Regions from separate parts of the Mus musculus genome. Here region 1 is linked to region 2. The links are chromatin contacts, called in public HiChIP or PLAC-seq maps. All regions are on one chromosome and are shown on one strand. Each heading gives the region's core, a stretch centred on a gene start, on an enhancer-like site or on the middle of the called end of the contact. The rest is flanking DNA. Distances are from core to core; before and after follow the strand shown. Region 1 holds the start of Itk (IL2 inducible T cell kinase). Region 2 overlaps Itk (IL2 inducible T cell kinase).

What was found. HiChIP or PLAC-seq counts read pairs in DNA pulled down with a chosen protein or histone mark.
Region 1: a contact with region 2 is called in an H3K27ac HiChIP or PLAC-seq map of regulatory T cells, with 2.3 times the contacts expected there. The contact joins the promoter of Itk here to the enhancer-like site in region 2. A contact is called at or near these places in 12 of 39 promoter capture datasets (3T3-L1-derived adipocytes, the HPC-7 cell line, embryonic stem cells and 7 more), 2 of 15 datasets of contacts at CTCF or cohesin (CD8 T cells and pro-B cells), 12 of 484 Hi-C or Micro-C datasets (CD4 T cells, CD8 T cells, DN3 thymocytes and 5 more), 13 of 115 datasets of contacts at active chromatin or transcription factors (the 230-238 cell line, CD8 T cells, the HPC-7 cell line and 6 more) and 3 of 9 other capture datasets (adipose tissue, liver and pancreatic islet).

What each region holds. Positions count from the first base shown.
Region 1 is chr11:46,388,018-46,391,979 of GRCm38.p6, forward strand. It overlaps Itk (IL2 inducible T cell kinase), which reads right to left and starts at 1,498. Exons shown (of 17, transcript NM_010583.3): 1 at 1,256-1,498. The coding sequence starts at 1,393.
Region 2 is chr11:46,345,697-46,349,584 of GRCm38.p6, forward strand. Itk (IL2 inducible T cell kinase) reads right to left here. Exons shown (of 17, transcript NM_010583.3): 8 at 2,175-2,229. Among named protein-coding and RNA genes, the nearest start is that of Gm12167, 5.4 kb to the left of the region's middle. Within about 2 kb of position 2,400, at least 11 of the 459 cell types and tissues checked have an H3K27ac peak or open chromatin away from gene starts, as enhancers often do. A contact at or near this core is called in the SCID.adh cell line and regulatory T cells, where this site is marked.

The sequences.
Region 1 (3,962 bases), core at 248-2,747, 41 kb after region 2:
TCCATCCATCTATCTATCCAGATGTATATGTCTGTTTGTCTATATGTATGTTCGTAGGAGTATGTGTGTATGTAAGCATGCATGAATGCTTGTGGAGTGTATGAGACAGGTGATTGGGCCCAACAAAAATGTGAATGTGTTAACGTGCAAATAAGAATGTGAATGAAAGTGTAAATATATGTGTGAATGTATATGTGTCTGCGCATATTTGCCTGTATAAAGCATCTTAATTCTTTCGCTTCCCTTCCTCTCTGGTTCACAGAGTTAACCAGCCTAGTCAGAGGGGCTTCTGGCTGCCTGGACTGAGAAGGGTGTGACATCAATATACCATTACCTAAATCACCCTGCCGTTAGCAGCAAGTGTCAGCAGATCCAGTAGCTTCTGGCCTCGGAGTAACTTGCAGTCAAGATAGACCTAGGTTATTTTAGAAAGCAACCCTACTCTCAAAAGACCAAGTCTTGCCCCAGCCAATGCTCTTGGCCCTTGGCTGCCTCAGAGAGGACTTAGCCATGGGCTAAGCTCCCAGCACCACCCAGTGCTCCTGTCACACTGTAGTATTAACACACACTCGCTTGCTTTTGTTGTTATTGCTGTGCACGAAGATGTCATTAGACGCCTCCAGCTGAGCCGACACACTCTAGCGGGATCCCTGGTCTGCAGGCAGAAACTCTGTGTTCCACACCCCCAGTCTCCTGAGATGTTTTACCACAAAGAGGGTTGTTCCTTCCAACTTTAGAATGTCACTTTAATGGAAGTAGGACCCCATGGCCTCAGGGCAGTGATGACCATTGAGATAAGCAGAGTTCAAGTCGTGAAAATCTTACATAGGACCTCCCTTCACAGTCTAAGAACCACTTCTTTTGTAAAACAGGGAAGTTGAGCTAGGTTTCCCCTTACGTCTTAATAAGCCATAGTTAATATTTTACTGTCCTACAGACTGTAGATGCCACATATACTTCATGTTTACATAAACTTCAAGTCCTATCCACAACATTCACCACATAAGAAATGTATGAACGTTAAACCTACAGATTTTAGAATTGAAATAGCCAAATCTAACTGACACTGGAGTCTCAGAACTCTCCACATTTCTTCCGATCTCTAACTCTACTTGGTGGCTTCCAAAACACACTGTACCTGCATCCCAGGTGTTCAAGTTTATCTCAGGAATCAGCTCAGTCCAAACACAGAACAAAGTAAATAAACAAAATAAATAAACAAAATAAACAAAGCACAACGTAAGCCTTCTCATACCCCGTGGCGGTCCTCAAAGTAGGCCAGGCTGGCTTTCGTTAAGACAAAGAAACGAACTTTAAAATTCGAGGGAGAAGTCCTTCTCTTCTGTTGGGACTTCTTGATCAGCTGTTCTTCCAGGAGGATGAAGTTGTTCATGGTCCAGTTCTGAAAAGTGATGCGCCTTGGGCATCACCCCGCAGTGCGACTGAAGGAGAGGAGCAGCGGAGACTGAGACAGGATGCAGTTGATCTTTAGAGAGTCGTTCAAAGGCAACTTGCCTCTAACCTTATCTTTTCTATCAGCATCAGCCAGCCTCACCGCTGAGCTCCCTCCTCTGATGTCAAAGGCCATGACCACATCCTTTCAAAATTCACCAAGCTGGGAGGCACATGCGTACCCTTAGCTATATGGTTTGAAAAAGAAGTTTGAAGAAACCTAGAATTATAAGAGGAGTTCACTTATAATTCTTCTAGCTCCTGGTTTAGCCTTGACAACAGTTAAGTCATGTAAACAAGGGACTAAGAACAGGGATCCAGGGGTCAATGGAGCTCAGCTTGTATGTAAGTTTCCCATTGCTATTATCATGGACTGCCTGCCACAGGCTTAGTGGCTCAAAGCGCCATAGAGCCACAAGGCTCAAAGCGCCTTACAATTCTCTAGTTTAGAAGTCTGAAATGTGTCTGGTTGAGTGACAGTCATGGTGACTGTGGGACTGTGCGCCTTTCTTGCAGATCTCTAGGGGACACTGCCTCTGCGACCATCCTCCCTACTGAGGGACACTCTGGTGGCCTCTGTCTTGACTCTTTTACTCCATCTTCAAACCCCCAAACTGCAGGTCGAGCCCTGCTTGCTCTGTATTGCCAAAATCTCTTCCTCCTACCTCTGCTCCATTTAAGGATCCTGAGAACCACACTGGGCCCTTCTCACAGTGGTCGTCTAGGGCAGGCTCCCTATTTTAAGGTCAGCAGATGGGCGCTATAACTCCATTTGGAATGTAAATTCCCCTTTATCACCCAACAACACACAGTCACAGGTTATAGGGATTAGGGCATGCAGAGATCTGCACAGGGCTGTTTATTCTACCTATCGGTTTGAATTCCATCTCTACTACCTACCACTGTCCAGTGGCTTGGAATATCAGTTCCTTCATCTATGAAAGGAAGCAACAGGGGTCTTGTATGAGGCACTGCAGGGGCCCCTTTGGACACCGTTGGTGTGCCTGGCTTCCTTCTGTGTATGCTACTTCAAAAATGCAGTGTCCTGTGTCTGAACACTCTCTCTTGTCTCTTTCTTTTCCAGTGAGCGCCTATGAGATACTGCCAGCCTCGCCGACCTGCAACGTTCTCTGGGAAGCCTTTCAGACTTTCCCACATGGAATCCTCTCTCCTATTTTCCTCTGCCATAAGGACTCTAATGAGGAGGCAGGACACACAGACAGACAGCAAGCTACCTCCTTGTAAGGGCTCTTTGGGAACTAAAGCTTATCTGCCCTGTGGACAATTCACAGGGTCTGACCTTTGAGTCAGGATAATGTTATGGTGTAGAACTTATGTGACCAGGAAGTTAATAGCCAAGAAGTCCCGGGGCAGGCAGAGGCAGCTCATCAGAGAAGAACAGAGGACGAGACAAAGGGAGGGAGGCAGTACAACTTTCCTGTGTAGTTTTAGATGTAATTGCTAATTGCAGCCTCCTTTCACATCATACATTGGATGCTGCTGAATAATGAAGGCAAAAAGAGGCGGGGAGGGAAGAGGAAGAGAGGAAAGGGAAGGGGAGGGGAGGGGAGAGAAGGGATAAGCTGAGATTTTAAGACAGAAAAATATGTACAAAAGAGGTAGACTTTTTTTTTTTTTTTTTTTTTTTTTTTTTTTTGGTTTTTCGAGACAAGGTTTCTCTGTATAGCCCTGGCTGTCCTGGAACTCACTTTGTAGACCAGGCTGGCCTCAAACTCAGAAATCTACCTGCCTCTGCCTCCCGAGTGCTGGGATTAAAGGCGTGAGCCACCACGCCCGGCCAGAGGTAGACTTTTTAAACTACAGTTTGTAGCAAAAAATACTAATTTCCTTCTCTTTCCTTTCTCTAGGGTAACTGATTGCCTGAAGATTATCTGGACATCTGGGCAGCCTGCCTAAAGACGACATCGTTTTTAGCTTTTTCTGTAACTTGGTATAGCCATACAACTCTTTTCTGAACAAGAGAATATGGCAGAAATGGAAGCATCCTGGCGGGATGTGGTGCTGTGCATCTGTAATCTCAGCTCTCAGGAGGCCGTCTCAAGAAAAGCAGGGGGGTCCTTAAAGGGCATCTCCTGATCTCCTCCCTTTCCTACTACTGACTAGGGTGTCAACTTGATGGTTGGAGCTGGAAGAACTATTTTATACTACATACTGTGGAGGTTACACGTGAGAGCAATGGATCCCCGATAGGAGGAGTCTGAGGCTGTGATGACCACAGATCTGGTCACTCACGCTAGCAGTGGAGTGCCTCTTCACACTTCCTCTCAGACGAGAGGCTCAGAAGCAGAGGATCATCTCTTTTAACATAAAAAGAAACACACCATTAATATTTTCTCGGGCCCTGTTATTTTAGTTTCTGTTACTGGTAGCATACCCAACTCTAATATCATGTAGTCTCATATACTATCTTCTCAACTATAATGTAAATTACTTTGGAAAGGGTAGGTTTATACCAGATTGATTCAGGTGCAATGATTGACAGACTTTAT
Region 2 (3,888 bases), core at 1,150-3,649:
GCATGCTCTTACATGAGTTTACAAACAGGAGCCTGCAGAGGCCAGAGGAGGGAACTGGATCCCCTGTGACCTGCCATATATGTGCTGGAAAGTGAACCTTGGTTCTCTACAAGGGCAGTGAGCATTCTTAGCCACTGGGTCATATCCTCTGGGCTGGAGTTTGTGCTTTTAGTTTCCCCACAGATACTCATGACCAGCACAGCCATGATAACTTAAAAACACAGTAAGCATTTGGTGAACTCATTCATGGAACAAGTAGTTGTTAAGTGTTTTGTGCTAGATACAGTTAAACCTAAGTTTCCTTAATAGGGACAAAGTAAAACATAGAGATATACGCGTACAGACATATACATATCATACACACACACATAGTCTGTAACCTAGAGGCTTTAGTTAATAACAGAGGAAATGAATATAACCTACCTCTTAAGAGGCATATACTTATGAGACAAGAAGACTCTGCGTACACCAGAGATGCAACACTATTGAGTCAGATAGCAAGTATGTAAAAAATAGAAAGAAGCCCTCATCCCATTCTTACTTTCCAGAACCCAGACTAAAGCCTAGTGGGCTCCTCTCATTTGCCTTTAGACTTACCTAAGAAGGAAGAGAGTATTTGGTAAGTGGATTCAAAATATTAGCCTGAAAGAAGGTCTCAATAGCCTGAGAAAGCAAAATATGTTTAAATGCCTCAAAAGAACTCAACAGCAGGAGTTGCTTTTTTTTTTTATTGAGGTGAGCTGTCTGAAGTTCTATACTGACTTTATTGAGGATAATCCAGGGTCCTAGTTCTGTGTTCTTTGTACTTAGTTCTTATCACACTTTACCGTTTTCCAGCAACACAGGCTGAGGAATGAGAGGAGCTGGCTACATTTGTATCCTAAATCCAGTTCAGGAAAATATGGAGCCAGGTGATGGTGGAGCATGCCTTTGGTCCAAGTACTTAGGGGGCAGAGGCAGGTGGATCTCTGAGTTCGAGGCCAGCCTGGTCTAGAGAATGAGTACCAGGACAGCCAGGGTTACACAGAGAAACCCTGTCTTGAAAAACCAAACCAAACAAATGGGGTGGGAGAGAAAACAAAATTTAGGTTACTTTTGGAGGTCCTGCTTCTACAGATCTACCATGGAATCTTAGAATCTGTATTTTTGTTACATTTGTCTATTTCATGTGTGTGTGTGGGGGGGGGGGCGGGATGTATGCACCATGGTAGGCATGCCGAGGTCAGAGGACAACTCTGGGAATCAGGTCTCTCCCTCCACCGTGCAGGTCCTGGGTATTGAACCCAGGTCGTCAGGCTTGATGGCCTTAAACCCACTAAGCCATGTCACAGGCCCCTCAGGATCTGCATTGTAAACACCTGCAGCAACTCAGATATGAGGACTCTTGGGAACCACGGGAGATGAATAACCTTGGCTGAGAACCAAGGAGACACGAGCACTCAAGAAGGACTCAGCTCAGTTCCCCCTGCTATGGGTACACTGTTCAATGCCTTTCATCCTGCTCTCCCTTTTACTCACATGTAACTACTGAGTGAGTCGTGGTTCCCAGTGGGGTCCAGGCACAATATCAGTGACTAACTGCACAGGGCCAGGAGCACACAGGGGCAGCATCCATGGTTTTAACAGATCACTGACACCCTGATGTATACTGATGTTCAGTTTGTCCTCACTAACAAATGTGGGCCCAGAAGGCTGAAGAGAAATCCCCACAGTTACCCACTGAACTGAAGGCAGAACAGAGACCTAAACAGGGGTCCCCATCCCATCCAATCATGCTGCCTTTCCGCTCATCCCTCCTTCCCCTAAGTCTAAGATCCTGGAGTAAGGTCAGTCTCTCTGCCAGACTGCAAAGGCTTCAGAGAAGGAACTGTAGTGGGAAAATCTGTTTAAACTACAGGCCTGTTAGGCAGAATCCATTCCTGAGTAGCAGAAACAGGAAAAAGCAGAGCTGCCCTGAAGCCAAGGTCACAGCCGCAGCCAGTGTTAGCGACCAGGCCTAGCGCTTCCCTAGGCCTCCTTTCCTGTGCTGTCTAGCCCTGATAATCCTCAGAATACCTGTCCTCAGACATGAAAGCCATTGTTAAGCCAACACAGGAAAGCGGCACCACACCAGCATAGCCATAATATGGCTGGAAACTGTACAATTTCTTTTTAGTCAGGATGCAGGTACTCACTGTGTCCAAAAGAAGTTTTTCAGCTTTGTCGCGGCTGATGCTTTTATTGTACCACCTGAAAGCCAAAAAACAAGCCTTGGGTCACAGTTGGAAAACTTTATCGCTTACTTATAAAACATGATGCTCAAAAGTCATGTGTTTACTTTCTGTTTCTATCAGAGCCTTCAAACACTGATAGAAAGCCATGACCGTTTCCAGGTAGTAGGGTGTTTATCTGGAGAAGAAAAAGAATGAAGCAAGAGCTGGCATCAGACTAGTGGTTGCTGAAGCTGAGTTTCAGGGCCTTCTTAGTACTCTGCTCTCTATTTTGGTGGGAGTTGGAAATTTTCCATGATAGTGTTGTAAAAAACACTCACCTCCCCCACTTCATATGCCAGTGGGTGGCTGCAGGTAGGAGGGTGACAGGTAGCCATAAAAAAACGTTAATAGTAATTTGCAACTTTAGCAAATCTCCTTTGAAAACAATTGTCATATTTTCTTCTTAAGATTGCCCCCCCCCAGACTTTTTGCAAAGCTTTTGTAATTGATAAGTATAATTAATAAATGGCAAAGCCAGGGGCCATTTTTAAGAACGAAGTTTTTTGAATGTTGTTACAATGTGGAGACATATCTTGACCATCTCAATCACCTAGGTAAGATAAAGTGTGGTGGGAGAGAAGGGACTCCCCCAGGGCTAAGAAGAAGAAAGGCAGGAAATGAGCATGCAGGCTCTTCACTGTCCATGCATGTGCATTTGTGCAGGATGATCAGTAGCCGTGTGGTAGGATGTACAGACATGCAAGTTGGTCAATAGTCCCATGGGGATGTGCAGGCTCAGCACATCTCTCCTTCAGCTGCTTACTCGCCCATCCTTCCTCATTTCAGCCATTATGGTAGTTTAAAGTATCCAATTGAACATGTGCTATCATATATAAGATACATAAAAGCCAAAACATGAATAAAAGCCTCAGCCCAGTAACATTCAGAGTTCTCTAGAACTTGGATAATAATTCTCTAGAAGCATGAAGGCTGACATAATATGTCACTTCCTGGTAAAAGAAGCCTACAGGGTCTTATTTCTGGGCCAGAAAGCATACAGCAAAAGGAGAATGGTCATCAGTTGACAATTTACTTTTGGAGCTTAATAAACTCAGGAGAGGCGTAGGTGGGGAAGAAATAGTATCTATGAAAATTGTTTGGCTACTTGAGAGCATCCAAAAAGAAGAGAACCAGGGGATTCCACTGAGCGTTTAAAACACTCTGGCTGAGCAGACTGTACACCTCCTTGGGCTCCCAGATGGCCAGGAAGTGTGTGTGCTTCATCCCATCTAAGCTCCAAGCAATGCGTATGAGTTGCTAGAGCTGTGCTTGAAAGTGTGACTCAGGCCTGGGTTCAGCAGACAATAGTGTCAAACTCGTAGACTGAGGTCTGCTTGAGTTCAGTGCTCAAGGGAGTGAAAAAATATCTGCAGTGCGGTGTTTTGCTTGTTTCTGTCTCCTCTGATTCTTCCTTTACCCAGGGAGGGATCAAAGCTCACAGAGGGTGAGGTATAGTGGCCTCTCCTCTGCAGTTTTGCTGTGTTGTGATTTCAGTTGCCCACTCATGGTCCCAGAAAATACAAGATGGACAATTCCAGAAATTACCAATTCTAAATTCTGAGTAGCATGATGAAATCTCACGACAATCATCTAGGGTATAAGTCACCCTTGAAGCAGCCAATCCACTTAGATGCAA